Linked DNA regions of Mus musculus: region 2 is linked to region 1. A link is a contact called in public HiChIP or PLAC-seq data. All regions are on one chromosome and are shown on one strand. The core of a region is the stretch at or near the end of the contact, and the rest is flanking DNA. Distances in the headings are between cores, read along the strand shown.

Region 1 (6,069 bases), core at 2,555-5,054:
TGCTCTCCTGTGTTTTAAAGGTCATAGCAATTCTTGCCTGGGAGCATGTTCAGAGACAGAAATACCAGGACAGAGTCTAGCTGTGGGCAATGCAGCAATACTGTATTAGCTTGTTAGGGAAAAATAAATTAAGAAATAATGTTAGGTGCTTTTCTAAAAAAATGAGTATTAAAATCTATCATTCCCCATTCAACTTTTCCAGGCCATTTAGTCACTCTGATATTGACTGAACAAATTGAAATGGATTTATTTTTCTGGAAAAAAATGTGCCAAAATCCAGTCATGGTCTTCTAGCCATTTATTCCATTTCTCATTATTTTTAAGCAGATATAAAACTTTCAACCATAATGTCTACCCACAATTTGCATTATCGGGCTTAACAAACAGCTTGACATTTCAACTGTACATGGAGCTTAGCAGAGATTTGAAGGTTCCTTTTGGTCTTTGTGGACAGAGGGGGGCTTTTCTTCATGAACACACATGTTGTGTTTCATACCATTCCAATTAACATGTAGCAGTACGGTCTTTGCCCAGGCAGGGCCATTCATTTCTTCGATACTCTGTAGAGAAATTCCACTCTAGACCAACTATGTCCTGACTACAGTCACGAGTTTGGATGAAGAATCACACTATGAAGAAATCATGTCTGAGAACTATTGTTTTTAATTTTCAAAATTAAAGTGGTGTAAAGATAATTTCTCCTTTGACAATGCTGGGCAGCCCACCCACCGACGCCACCCCCCCCAAATGGTATACTTGAAAAGTAAAGTTGACTTAAAGCACATCTCTGCAAAGTGGTCTCCTTCCTTCTAAGCAGCATAAACATGTTATTAAAAAGAGCTCTTTCAGTGGATGCTCACAGTCATCTATTGGATGGAACACAGGGTCCCCAATGAAGGAGCTAGAGAAAGTACCCAAGGAGCTGAAGGGGTCTGCAACCCTATAGGTGGAACAACAATATGAACTAACCAGTACCCCCCCCCCCCCAGAACTCGTGTCTCTAGCTGCATATGTAGTAGAAGATTGCCTAGTCGGCCAACATTGGGAGGAGAGGCTCTTGGTCTTGCGAACATTATATGCCCCCAGTACAGGGGAATGCCAGGGCCAGGAAGCAGGAGTGAGTGGGTGGGTAGGGGAGCAGGGCAGCAGGAGAGGGGTGGGTATAGGGGACTTTCGGGATAACATTTGAAATGTAAATGAAGAAAATATCTAATAATAAAAAAGAGCTCTTTCCTCACAAAGCTTATCTTGTTTTGTACGTGTGGGGGAAGGAGCAATAGATAAGTACAAAGCCAGCATAATTAGCATGTGCATGTTATCATGGTGATAAATACTACTGAGAAAAATAAAACGGGGAACAAAGGACTGTCTGAAGCATGTGGTCATCAAATGGTCATTGCAGTCTCCATCTGGGCTTAACACGTCTGAACAAAGTTAATGAGATAAGGGAGGGTTGCCCTGTCTAGGCACTGGGGAAGAGAATCTCGGGAAAGAACACACAAATGTAAAGGCTTAGGCCAAGGGAAGGTCCCGGGGGTTGGCTGAGGAACAGCAAGAAACACAGAAGCAGAGAGTCAGGGTCAATCAGCGGAAGAGGACAAGAGGAACACGTCAAGTAGGCTTTGCTAGAATGTTCTAAGAATGGTCTGAGAATCACACGAAGCCATCAGAGTAGAGGAGTCCCAAGACAACATGTCAATAGCATTCTTTCTCGGTAGCCCGGGGAGAGACCCTATCAAAGGGGACCCAAAAGGGAATTCTGCTAACAGGTGTCTCAAAGTTTGTACACGCAGCTACTGAAAGGGAAAAGGTTTGAACCCTGGTGGAATAAAGGTTTGGAGAGAAGGATGGTTTTAGTACGCGACCGCTCAGAAAACTCTGGTCCTTCTGCTTCAGCCTTAGGTCCCCACCCTCGAGGGTTAAGGCCTAGACTGTATGCCATAGGACCACAGGAGTTCTGGGCACCCAGACCTGCTTCTCTTTCAGCAGAGTCAGGTCCAGCTCAGAGCCAACTCATCAGTATTCCAGCCACGGAGTCTCTCCCCGCCCCCGCTGTGCATCAGGGCTTCTGTCTCCTTTGCTGAGATAGCCCCCTGAGGTCTACCCAACCCCACTGCCCCGACCTGCCCTAGTCTCCCAAGCCCTCAGCCCACCCTGTAGAGGCGCATGCCCGGAGGCCTCTGCCACCCGCGAGCCTCCGTCAAACCAAGTAGGCTTTGCCCTATGGTGGTGGCGACCATAGATAGGCTGCAGACTAAAGAGGGGGCATCTTAGGCCCAGCTCACAGGCAGAATGCATGGGAAGGGAGACCCGTGCTAAGGTATTCCTACAACCACTCTCTGGAGACCTTCAACTTCCCTGCGTCGCCTCAAACGTCCCCTGAGCCTCCTGCAATGCACCAGATCTCAAGGCAGACGCCGAAGGCACTTGCACTGCGCCCCCACTGGGATGCGCTGTCACCCTAGGAGGGACCGAGTGCTGCAAATCTGGAGGACCCTAGGGCGCGGGGAGTCAGGGGTGGGTTGCATAGGACTCACCTTGTGCAATTTCCACATAGCCCCCAAAGCCTTGACTTCGTGGCTGGAGTGTTTGCCCTCCTCTAGGCACTGGTAGCACACGGGCATCTTGCATTGCACGCAGTACATGCTGTGGTTCTCCAGCTCGTGGTCTGTGCAGGTGGAGACCTTGCGCGGGCTCAGCCGCCGGCTGACGCGGCCCTGGGCCGGGGGCACCAGACGGTGTTTGGCTAGGGGACCCCGGGGCGGGTGGCAGCGCAGACGGCAAGGGTCGCAGTAGAAGACATCGCACTGTTCACACATGACCGTGGCTTCCTTGGGCGCCTTCTCGCAGAGCTGGCACTTGAGGGCCGCGGCTTTGCTCTGTTGGTAGCGGTCGATGACCCCTTCCAGGACGCGGTTCTTGGGGAAACCGCGGAGCCCCCGGTCATCCAGAATGAGGCTGCGGTGGCACTGGGGGCAGGTGATGCAGGAATTGCGGGGCACAGGGGCCAAAGCCGGTGACAGGTGGGTGGGCGGTGGCGGCATAGCAGGGGGGAAAACGCGGACGCCGTTGGGCGACTTCTGGCACGGGGTAGTGGGGGCGCTGGCGAAACCTCCGTAGGAGCCATAGCCGCTGTCCGCCTCGCTGTACAGGCTCATCTTGTCCAGGTCCAGATAATCATAGTCAGAAACCCCAGAGCCCGAGGCCCGGCGGCTCTGGGGGGACTCGGACTCCGGGGTCTGCACCAGGATGTTGCGGGCGCACGCCTGACATAAATTGTGAGAGCAGGGCAAGATGATGGGCTCCCGATAGAAGGAGCCACACACAGGGCATTTTAACTCTTCTTCCATCTCTTCCATGGGGACCTGGCTGGAAGCGAGGCAGCAGCGGCTGCGGCGGAGGGGGCCTGACCTGGCGAAGCAGCCGATGGGCCTGTGGTGGCCAGCACCTTGGCCAGCGGCGGCGGTGGTGGCGCCTTCCCCGGTCGCCTAGGCGCCGACTCCCCAGGATGCGCTCTCTCTGTGAGCCACCGAGCCTCCGCGCTGCGCGCCAGCCCGGGTCCGCCCCCTTCCCACTGCTAGCCCCGCCCCGCCAGGGAGCGGAGGCTCATCGGACGGTGGCCGTGAGAGCTGCTTTCTTATTGGCCTCCCGCCTTGTCCGTCTCCTCTCCTCTGCAGGTCGCTGAGGGCTCTATGAGTCGGAGCTGGAGCCCCGGCATCGCCTGCTGGCTGCTGCGGGATTTTAGGAGGGGGCTGGCGCAAGCCGAGAAGAAGTGGGGCGGGATGATTCATCCTTTCCTACCCCCCTCCACGCTTCCTTCTGAGCTCGGGTGCAGTCACCCCGGAGCAGGGGGCGTGAGAACCCCTCCCGGTCGCGAGTGGGCTGCTGCTGCCTGTCGCCAGCGCTTGGCGCTTGCCTTCCAGCTTTGGTCTGCATGCCGACCCACCCCTTCTCCTTCCGCTGCTGGCGTAGAGCCAGCACCTCCCCCGAGCCTTCCTGGAGCCTTTTGGGCTTTTCTCCAACCCTCAGAAGCAGCTGGAGCGCCCGCATCTCTGGTGTTTAGGGAAGATGGTGGTGTGCCATGGCTGCAGTGTCCCCTTTCTGCATCCCTGGTAGCTTTTTCCCTACCCGAGGCAAAGGCTCAGCATTCCCCCAAAAGCTGTGCCACCATCGCTACATGCTTTAAATGTGCGGAGGCCCTACGCCTTGGAGCAAAGGTACCTCTCACCCTCCCCAACCTCCCGAAGCTCCATCCCCCAGTTTTCGAGAGGCCCCAGGAAGGTTAGTTGAGTTGAGTCAGGCAGTGTTTGTGTATTTCTGAGTGTTTATCGGTTGTTAACTAGCTATGTGAACGAATCGCTATGGTACTGAAGATTCCAAACAATATTATCCAATGTCACATGCCCTTAGCATCTACCATAAATTCCAGAAGAGGGGTGGGATATTATTTCTGCTTCTGTAAGATAACGAGGGATCCAGTGATAGCCCTTATATTCTAACCGATTTCTCTTTCCCCCAAACGGTGCTAGAGATAATAAGTCCTGCCTCTTGCCTGTATAACCCTTGAAATGATGACAATGATAGAATCTTTGAATAAAGATATCAGCCTGCTACTCAATGGGGGAGAATCTTTGAATCTAGTGACATTCCAAGGAAGTAATTTATCTTGGGAGCATACATAGTTAATTTTCCGAGTGATTCATGAAGCAAGTGACAAAAATGGTTTTCAAGTTCGTGGGATCTTCCAAATTTTCAATTTCCAGAAGATAACAATTATTCATAGCTTACTTTATAATTTAAAAGCACTTTTTTTTTTCCCAGAGAAAAGAAGTACTTTCTATAATCTTGATTTTGGAGAAATAGTACAAATAAATTGAATTATCTTGCAAATATATTTTTTAGCACAATGATTACAGTAGTTGATCATTGGTTGTGTGGGAGGAAAATTCACATTGTTATTTAAAACTATGTTAGTCACAGATCCTACAGGGTTTATTCCTAACCCACATTTTAATTAGTTGAGACCGGAGCTGCTAATGTTATATGCAGTCTGTTTATAGGCAAAGTGTTTCTTAAGATTTGATTGGGGCATCATCTATATTAGTGCAGGATATATAGACTATTAGTCCAAAGACACTTTGCTCATGTTAAGTAGTTAATTCTTAAGAAGAAAGGGGCATCCATGCCCGTGTATGTTACAATCCTTTCGTGTATTTTGTATTCACCTGCGCAAGTCAGAGAAACCTTGGCTAGCAAAGTAAAGAGTGTCATTCTTCCCAAGTCTGGGTTTTGCCTACCACAGAATACCATGTAAGAGGTCTGGTGATTAGCAGACAGGCTATGCTTGGTTCACGGGAAAGGGTGGGTAGTTTGAGGGCATGTCCAATGGTCTGATTTGGTGTCAGACACAAATAGCCTCAATCCGATACAGATTTATAGAACAGTTGGTCAATTAGGAAATAGCTTGAGGTGAATTAACTGTTAGATCTATTTGGTCAGGAACTAGCACATCGATCCCTCCTAGAGAGCTTTCCAGATGACTGCCGTTTGTTGGGAAGTCTCCTCTTCCTGGCATCACGACTTGAGCCAGTCCCTGTAATATGACCACATGGGCACAGTTATTGCCACTTGTCAGATTAGTGATCTGAAGCTAAGAAAACCAGAGGAACCTCTCACGATCCAGCACCGGTGAGGCTAGGGTTGGAACCCAAGAGCGGGAAGGTTGTAGCTCCTTTTCTTCATTCACCAAGTAAATAGTCCATATTTTGTGAGGTTCTGGTGTAACGAACCTGAAATGTTAATCTTTTGCTATCCTGCTTAGCTTCTCTGAGAGTTTAACATTTTTAAAATTAATTTCTGTTTTTGTTAGGCCTTTGAAGATGTTCTCTCATGTTGTACTACTTGTCCAAGGTGTGCTTTAAAGCCCACCACCCCAAGTTATCTTTTAAGGGGCATAAAAAAAATCTGAATGCAATTGGTGACCTTGTAGAAATGCCAGCCCACAGGGAGACTAATTTTTCTGTCCCAGCTGGCGGTTGACTGAGCCCTGGAGTGTGGGATTGCTGGTCC
Region 2 (6,069 bases), core at 2,266-4,765, 96 kb before region 1:
CTGTTGCACAATGAAGAGTGAAGGACAAAAAGCAGCTCACACTTCTGATAAGTGCCTAAGATTTGCTTTTCCTGGGCATTCCTGGGGCCTGGTAGGAGCCATCTCAGCAGCCAGTCTGTTGAAGTCATTCAGGTCTACTTAAAGAAGAAACTAGAGCAAAGGATAAATAGACAGGGTAGAGAAGGCGTCTGTCTCCCGTGGGTGGCTGACTGGGCTGTGGCAGGCACATGGGAAGGTGTCTTTGGTGTGTCTCACTCTGGGTCTTATACCAGCTTCCCTCACGGAGCTGGGGCTTGGGGGGATTTTACTGCCCCTGGGCAGACTTTGAAGTAGCAACCTGAGCAAGCCCTTAGTCCTGGGGCCCACAAGCTTACCTGCACATTCCTGTTCAGGCTGACAGCAGGGAAGAACAGGCCCTCCACGTTCTCAAACGCTATGGGGCCTTGCTGTTCATTGTTGACGAAAAACGTTAATGTCTTTCTGTTTAAGTCGAGGAGGACCCCGATGGTGGCCCCTTTTGTGATCCCTCCTTCAGTTCTGTGGGAAAAGGGAAAAAGTGGAATGTCGTCGGCTTGCTTTCATCTTACATCTCTCCCTTGTGGCTTGCTGGACCAGTCTGCATTCTTCCTTTGCTTTTCTTTGGTTCTGAGGGTTGAACTTGGCCCCATGTATAGTAGGTGAGTTTGCCGCTGGCTTTTACCCCAGCCCTCTTTTTTACTTTTTATTTTGAGACAGCATCTTACCAAATTGTCCAGGCTGGCCTTGAACTCCATGATAACTCAGGCAAACCTTAAACTTGTAGTCTTCCTGCTTCAACCCCCCAAGAAGATGGTACTATAGGCCTGTCCCACCAGGCCCAGTCAAACCAGAATTTTGATTCTTTACATCCCTCCGTTGGTTAGCTTTTTTTAAAAAAACACATTTTTTTTGCCCTAAGCAACACTTTTCACATAAAAACTTAAAGCCTTAGATACACTATATACTACTTATATTTTGTGTATCTGTGCTTTACATAATAAAATATGATTTAGATTTTTTTTTGCTCCCCCAAATTCCCACCCCCTGCAGAGACGGCCACCTCTCATGACAGTCTCTTGTTTACTGTGCCTTGCTGAGAGAGAATTGTTATAAATGGACTTTCTGCTACTGAGCTACAGCAGAAGACAATACCAAGACTGAGCCCAAACAGCCTTTTGGCTACCACAGGGCATCAGCTCTGCTCTGCACTTAGCATGTACAGTGTGACTCTAACAGCATTTATTACAAAATGACTTAATCAGAAAGTCACAATAAAGAAGTACTTAGGTCGAACCCAGGACATATGATAGGTACTGGACTCAGAGCCTTCTGCTTTCCATGGAGTAGTGGAACTCACTCTGGAAAGATGCTAATCTTTCAGCACAATGACTTTGAATGAAGACATTAGATTCTCTCTGTAAAATGACAGCATTGAAGGGGATACCTTCCTGAGACATAATTATACTATAGGGAGTTCAGTGGTTTCCAGAGATCCGAGTATAAACACCACCTTACAAAGAACTATGTCTTTTGATGCAGCTGTTGACTGCAGAGCACCATCAGGGACAGATAGCCAGATCTGTCTTCTCTCATCAGTGTGAAAGCTAGCAAAACTGAATCCTATCTCAGCAGAGCACAGACATTTATAAACATCACTCCTTTCTTCTGCATGCAGAAGACAGACTGGACACCACCACAGGCAATCTTGCTATTTACAAGCCTGTCAGCGACAGCACAAGCGACATTCAGTTAGCATGCAAGATGTGTTCGGCTTCTGAAATGTGCGTCTCTGCATCGCCGCGATGGGGGTGATCCTATTTACCCCTGCGCTCCAGAATCAAGAGGCTGATCACAAGTGCACGGGTGATGCTATCAGGTAGCTAGTCACAGAGTACCCCCAGTGTGAACTGCTGAAGAGACCTGCTATCTGTAGCCACTTGGATTTGATATCAATATAAAATGCTTTGTGTGCTTACTTCAAGGGATAGCCAATAAAACAGACATGAATGGAGCAGGACAGAGGATGTCCGAGGGCTGGGAAGCTCTAAGAATCTACTGACTAGCAAAGCATCAGTGGTGACTGACAGGAGAAGCTGAGAGAGTGAGGTCATTATTCTGCCCCTGTTGGGCCTGCTTTTCCTTTGATCTCACTGAACATAACTGGATCCCCCCCACCCCACCCCCAGAGCCACCAAAGAGAATGTTTCCTGGGGGGGTGATTAAGACAGACCAGTGTCATGAAAAGACAGCTTTGGCCCAGAAACAATGAAATACATTTGAAGAGACTGCAAATAAAAAGGGAGATTATATAGGGTATATTAAGTTAAAATTGTCTATATTTTGGTGATAGAGAACATTACTTAAGGAGATAGATACTCTATTCCCTTTCTCAGCAGACTGGCTGTTCTGCTTCTCACAAGAACAAGTGAGTTCTCATATAAAGCTATCCGGACTGGCATCCCTAACACCAAGTTTCGCTAATGGCTTCTATTCTGAGAAGCGGTATTGCTGATAATAACTGTTAGAACAATGGCTTCCATTTCCAGGCACTTCCAACGGGAGACATTTTTGCAAATCTCATCTCATGTAGTCTTCAGACCTCTCCTGCATGGAAACATATTATTATATGAATTTGGAGAATTGACAAACCAGAATTCAGAAAAAAAAAAAAAAAAAGAAGAAGAAGAAGAAGAAGAAGAAGAAGAAGAAGTACCTTGGCCCAAAACACTTTTCTGGTAAGTCCTAGGTCTGGGTTTCCAGATCCTGGGTTGTTTGTCTATAATAGATATGCCCAGGGATTGTCTTTTGTGACCTGGGTGGAATTTAATAATGAAGGGCCAAGCGGAAGGTACACAACTCTATCTCTATGCTACGTGGAAAGCAGTAGAGTGGACTGAGCTAAGAGATTATGCAGCACAGGACTTCCTACTCAATAAAGACTGTGCGTCCCATTCCCTAATGCTGTCTCTATAATAGGCTATTGAACTAGGCTCCTCCTTTTCAACCCAAGCCACCATGAAGAAGGCTTGGCGTGGGGCTGCAGGGTACCTGTTGGTGTGCGAGTTGTTGTGCATGAACCAGCTCCGGTTATTGTCCACATACATTGCCCAAGCTTTGTCGTCCTTCCCTAACATCATATCCTTCATCACATCGATGCGAGCCACGCCAAATGCTGGATCAGGGTGGTTGTCATAGCGATCTATGGTCAGCTCCCAGTAGTGGACGCCTTTGGAGAAGCCGGTTTTCCCCAGCACCACCCGGTCATCGTAGCTACTGCACGTCACTGTCAAGTTGTCATTGGAGAAGATGATGTCGGAGTGGGCCGAGCCGGGGTCAAAAGCAAACCAAGCCACTGGGAACAACAGAAGGGAGGTGAGTTTTTAGTAAAGCCTTGGGATTGTAGCATGCTTCTGGGCACTGTGGCACACAGTGTCGAGTTCTCATGCTGCCATGCAGGAAGGAAGTATTTGGGGCCAGAGTCACCGTGAGTGAGCAGATGGGGCGTGTCCTGGGAGTTGAAACTCTGCACCAGGAACAGACAGAGGACACAAGACCCATTCAGCAGAGGTTACATGGCTCAGACTGCACTTCCAAACCAGCTGATCCGGGACTGAAGTACCATCAAGTCCCTTCATCTGGTGACTGGCAGGATAGTGTGCCAGAGACATAAAGGGTGAGGGATATGCTAGGGTGTCTGTGTGGCCCTGAGGCAGGGAGGCTAGATCTACAATCCTGGATAGAGGAGGGATAAAGCACTGCGTGAAATCAGGAAATACGCTTAGGCAGAAGCACGGGAAACTGCCTCTCGTGAACCAGGTTTCATGTGCAACAGTGACTTGCATGTAGGGCCGGTTGCTTCCTTTATAACTTATCAAAAAGCGTTACTCCTAGAGCTGGCGCGTAATGTACATGGTAGAAGCAGTTTGGACATTGGGTGTAGAGAAGATGAGGTTCTTATACACACAGCTGTGCCCCAACTTCTGCATATTTTCTACAAAGCATAGTCCTTTGTTCTCTGAGGGGTGAGAGTGCTGATGCACTACAGAGCCCCGTAGCCACTTCACATGCACTTCCGCTCTGCTTTTTGTAAGAGAGTAATGGTGTTCCATACCTGCCAACAGCTTTTTAATGTCAACTGTTGTCATTCCGGTGAAAGGCATGGGGGAGAGAAACAGGGAGCGAGATTGACATTGATAAAAAGCATGTTTCCTTTGATAGACTAATACCAACAAGGGATCCATTGGGCACGTTACATACACAACAACAGCAGGCCTGCCTTGTGCCTCCACTGACATTTACCACTCAGAAACAGTGGTTTGCAGTGATGCAGAAGAAAAGGGGATGGGGTTGAAATATAACATAAAAAAAAAAAAGACAGGCTTTTTTTCTAAGAAATTGAAAACAGTTATAGTGGAGTTAGAATGACATTTGGAGAATTTTATTGACATGACAAAAGCCACCATTTATTTTGCAAAGGAAATTGAGCATAGCAGTCACACAGGCAGAAGGTAACAATTACAGTAGGTATACTTGCCTAATTGAGAGTAGGATGCAGATTGTGTCTCAAAATTGCAGCCTATAAAAAGATACTACACATCAAGGCTATGAAGTGACAACTGGGTTGATAAAAATTATTTGCATTTGTTTAGAAAGCACCAATCAAATATAGTCCCCAGAGGCCTGATTCATGAAAAAAGACCAAAAAAACCCAAAAACCAAAGCTCCTTTTATCATTTTCTTTGCTCAGTATAAATTGCTTTTGTGCTCTTTCCAAACACAAAGGTCTTTTCCAAACAAAAACCTTTGTTTAGTCGACTGTAAATGTTGCGGCTTAAATTTTCTTTATCTTCCTGGCTCAGTTTTGTATAGTAACACTTGCAAACTGAGGAGGTCGACTCTTTTAAAGATGAGGACAAATTTGCTCAATAGAAGTGGAAGAAATCACCAGGTAGGAACAACTCTGCTCTGCGTCAACAGTTTACCGATATGCCCTAGGTTTGCTGGGATGAGCCTAAGGCAAACGGTCCGCATATAAAGGAGAGTGGAATCCAGTGCACCCACTAAAAGACGCCTCACAGCGATTAACAGCGGCATGACCTGAGTGTTATAAACATGAAGGTATTTCTTTTCCTTCTTAGTTTAGCTTTGCTACAGCAGCTCTTCTCACTTGAAGGATGGGAAGAAGGCTAGTGTAGGGGTGGAATATGGGCTTAGAGCTATACAGGAATGGCTTCTTGTGGGACTTTTTCTACTCTCGTCTTCCCAGCAAACCTGGCTGCCCTACTGATGAGAAGCCCCATCAAGGCAGAGAAAAGAGATTCAGACTTAAATGAACTCAGGGGCATGGCCTACAGTTCGCAGTGGTGCTGAGGCTGGTCTAGGAGATGTGAGTCTTTGGGGGAGAGAATCACGTTGTTCTGTTTCCAAATTAAGTGTGGCCTTTATGAGCTAATTTCTAATAAAGTAGAAAGGACAAGTGCTGACTTGATTTTACAAGAACTAAGACGGCAACTTGTTATCAAAGAGGCCCGAGTACACAGATTTCAATATTAGAACCACCTTCTGGCCTGGATTACTTTGTTCTGGGATACATCCGCTTTCTTCCAGCTCATGGTTGATTTTTATGTTTAATTTCTGCCAACTGTCTTTTTGATTTCTCCCTATGAATAGGAGCACAGTAAGTACGGAATAGAAAGAATTTTAAAAACCAAATTTAGTATCCAGGTTTGGAAGCAAATTTGTGGAATCTGAATAGGGCTTTCAAGATTTTTCAAATGAATCATGCCTTTTGGAGTCTTAAGAAAAAAACAAAACCAAACCAAACATTTCTGAACTCTTTTCCCATTAATTTAAACACAACATTGTACATTTAAGATTCAATGATACAGCTCGATAGAACCAGGCCATTCAATCCACCTGCCAACACCCAGACCCCACAGTTCATTTCATTTCATTTTATTCTTGAGACAGTGTACATTACAAGGACTGTAACAGTATCGTGGTACATTAGAGACAGGTAAAGGGCTTCATAACAGAGCATGTGGGAAAGCC

Evidence for each region. HiChIP or PLAC-seq counts read pairs in DNA pulled down with a chosen protein or histone mark.
Region 2: a contact with region 1 is called in an H3K4me3 HiChIP or PLAC-seq map of forebrain, with 4 times the contacts expected there. The contact joins the enhancer-like site here to the promoter of Trim9 in region 1. A contact is called at or near these places in 16 of 39 promoter capture datasets (the 3T3-L1 cell line, 3T3-L1-derived adipocytes, the C10 cell line and 10 more), 6 of 484 Hi-C or Micro-C datasets (the HPC-7 cell line, cerebral cortex, cranial neural crest and 3 more), 5 of 115 datasets of contacts at active chromatin or transcription factors (PVALB interneurons, embryonic forebrain, embryonic stem cells and 2 more) and 2 of 9 other capture datasets (adipose tissue and liver).

What each region holds. Positions count from the first base shown.
Region 1 is chr12:70,343,810-70,349,878 of GRCm38.p6, forward strand. Trim9 (tripartite motif-containing 9) reads right to left here and starts at 3,805. Exons shown (of 14, transcript NM_001286388.1): 1 at 2,538-3,805. The coding sequence starts at 3,359.
Region 2 is chr12:70,247,891-70,253,959 of GRCm38.p6, forward strand. Trim9 (tripartite motif-containing 9) reads right to left here. Exons shown (of 14, transcript NM_001286388.1): 10 at 4,553-4,594; 11 at 4,130-4,153; 12 at 3,067-3,370; 13 at 375-537. Among named protein-coding and RNA genes, the nearest start is that of Gm38467, 19 kb to the left of the region's middle. Within about 2 kb of position 3,516, at least 53 of the 459 cell types and tissues checked have an H3K27ac peak or open chromatin away from gene starts, as enhancers often do. A contact at or near this core is called in the HPC-7 cell line, hematopoietic stem and progenitor cells, neutrophils and 1 more, where this site is marked.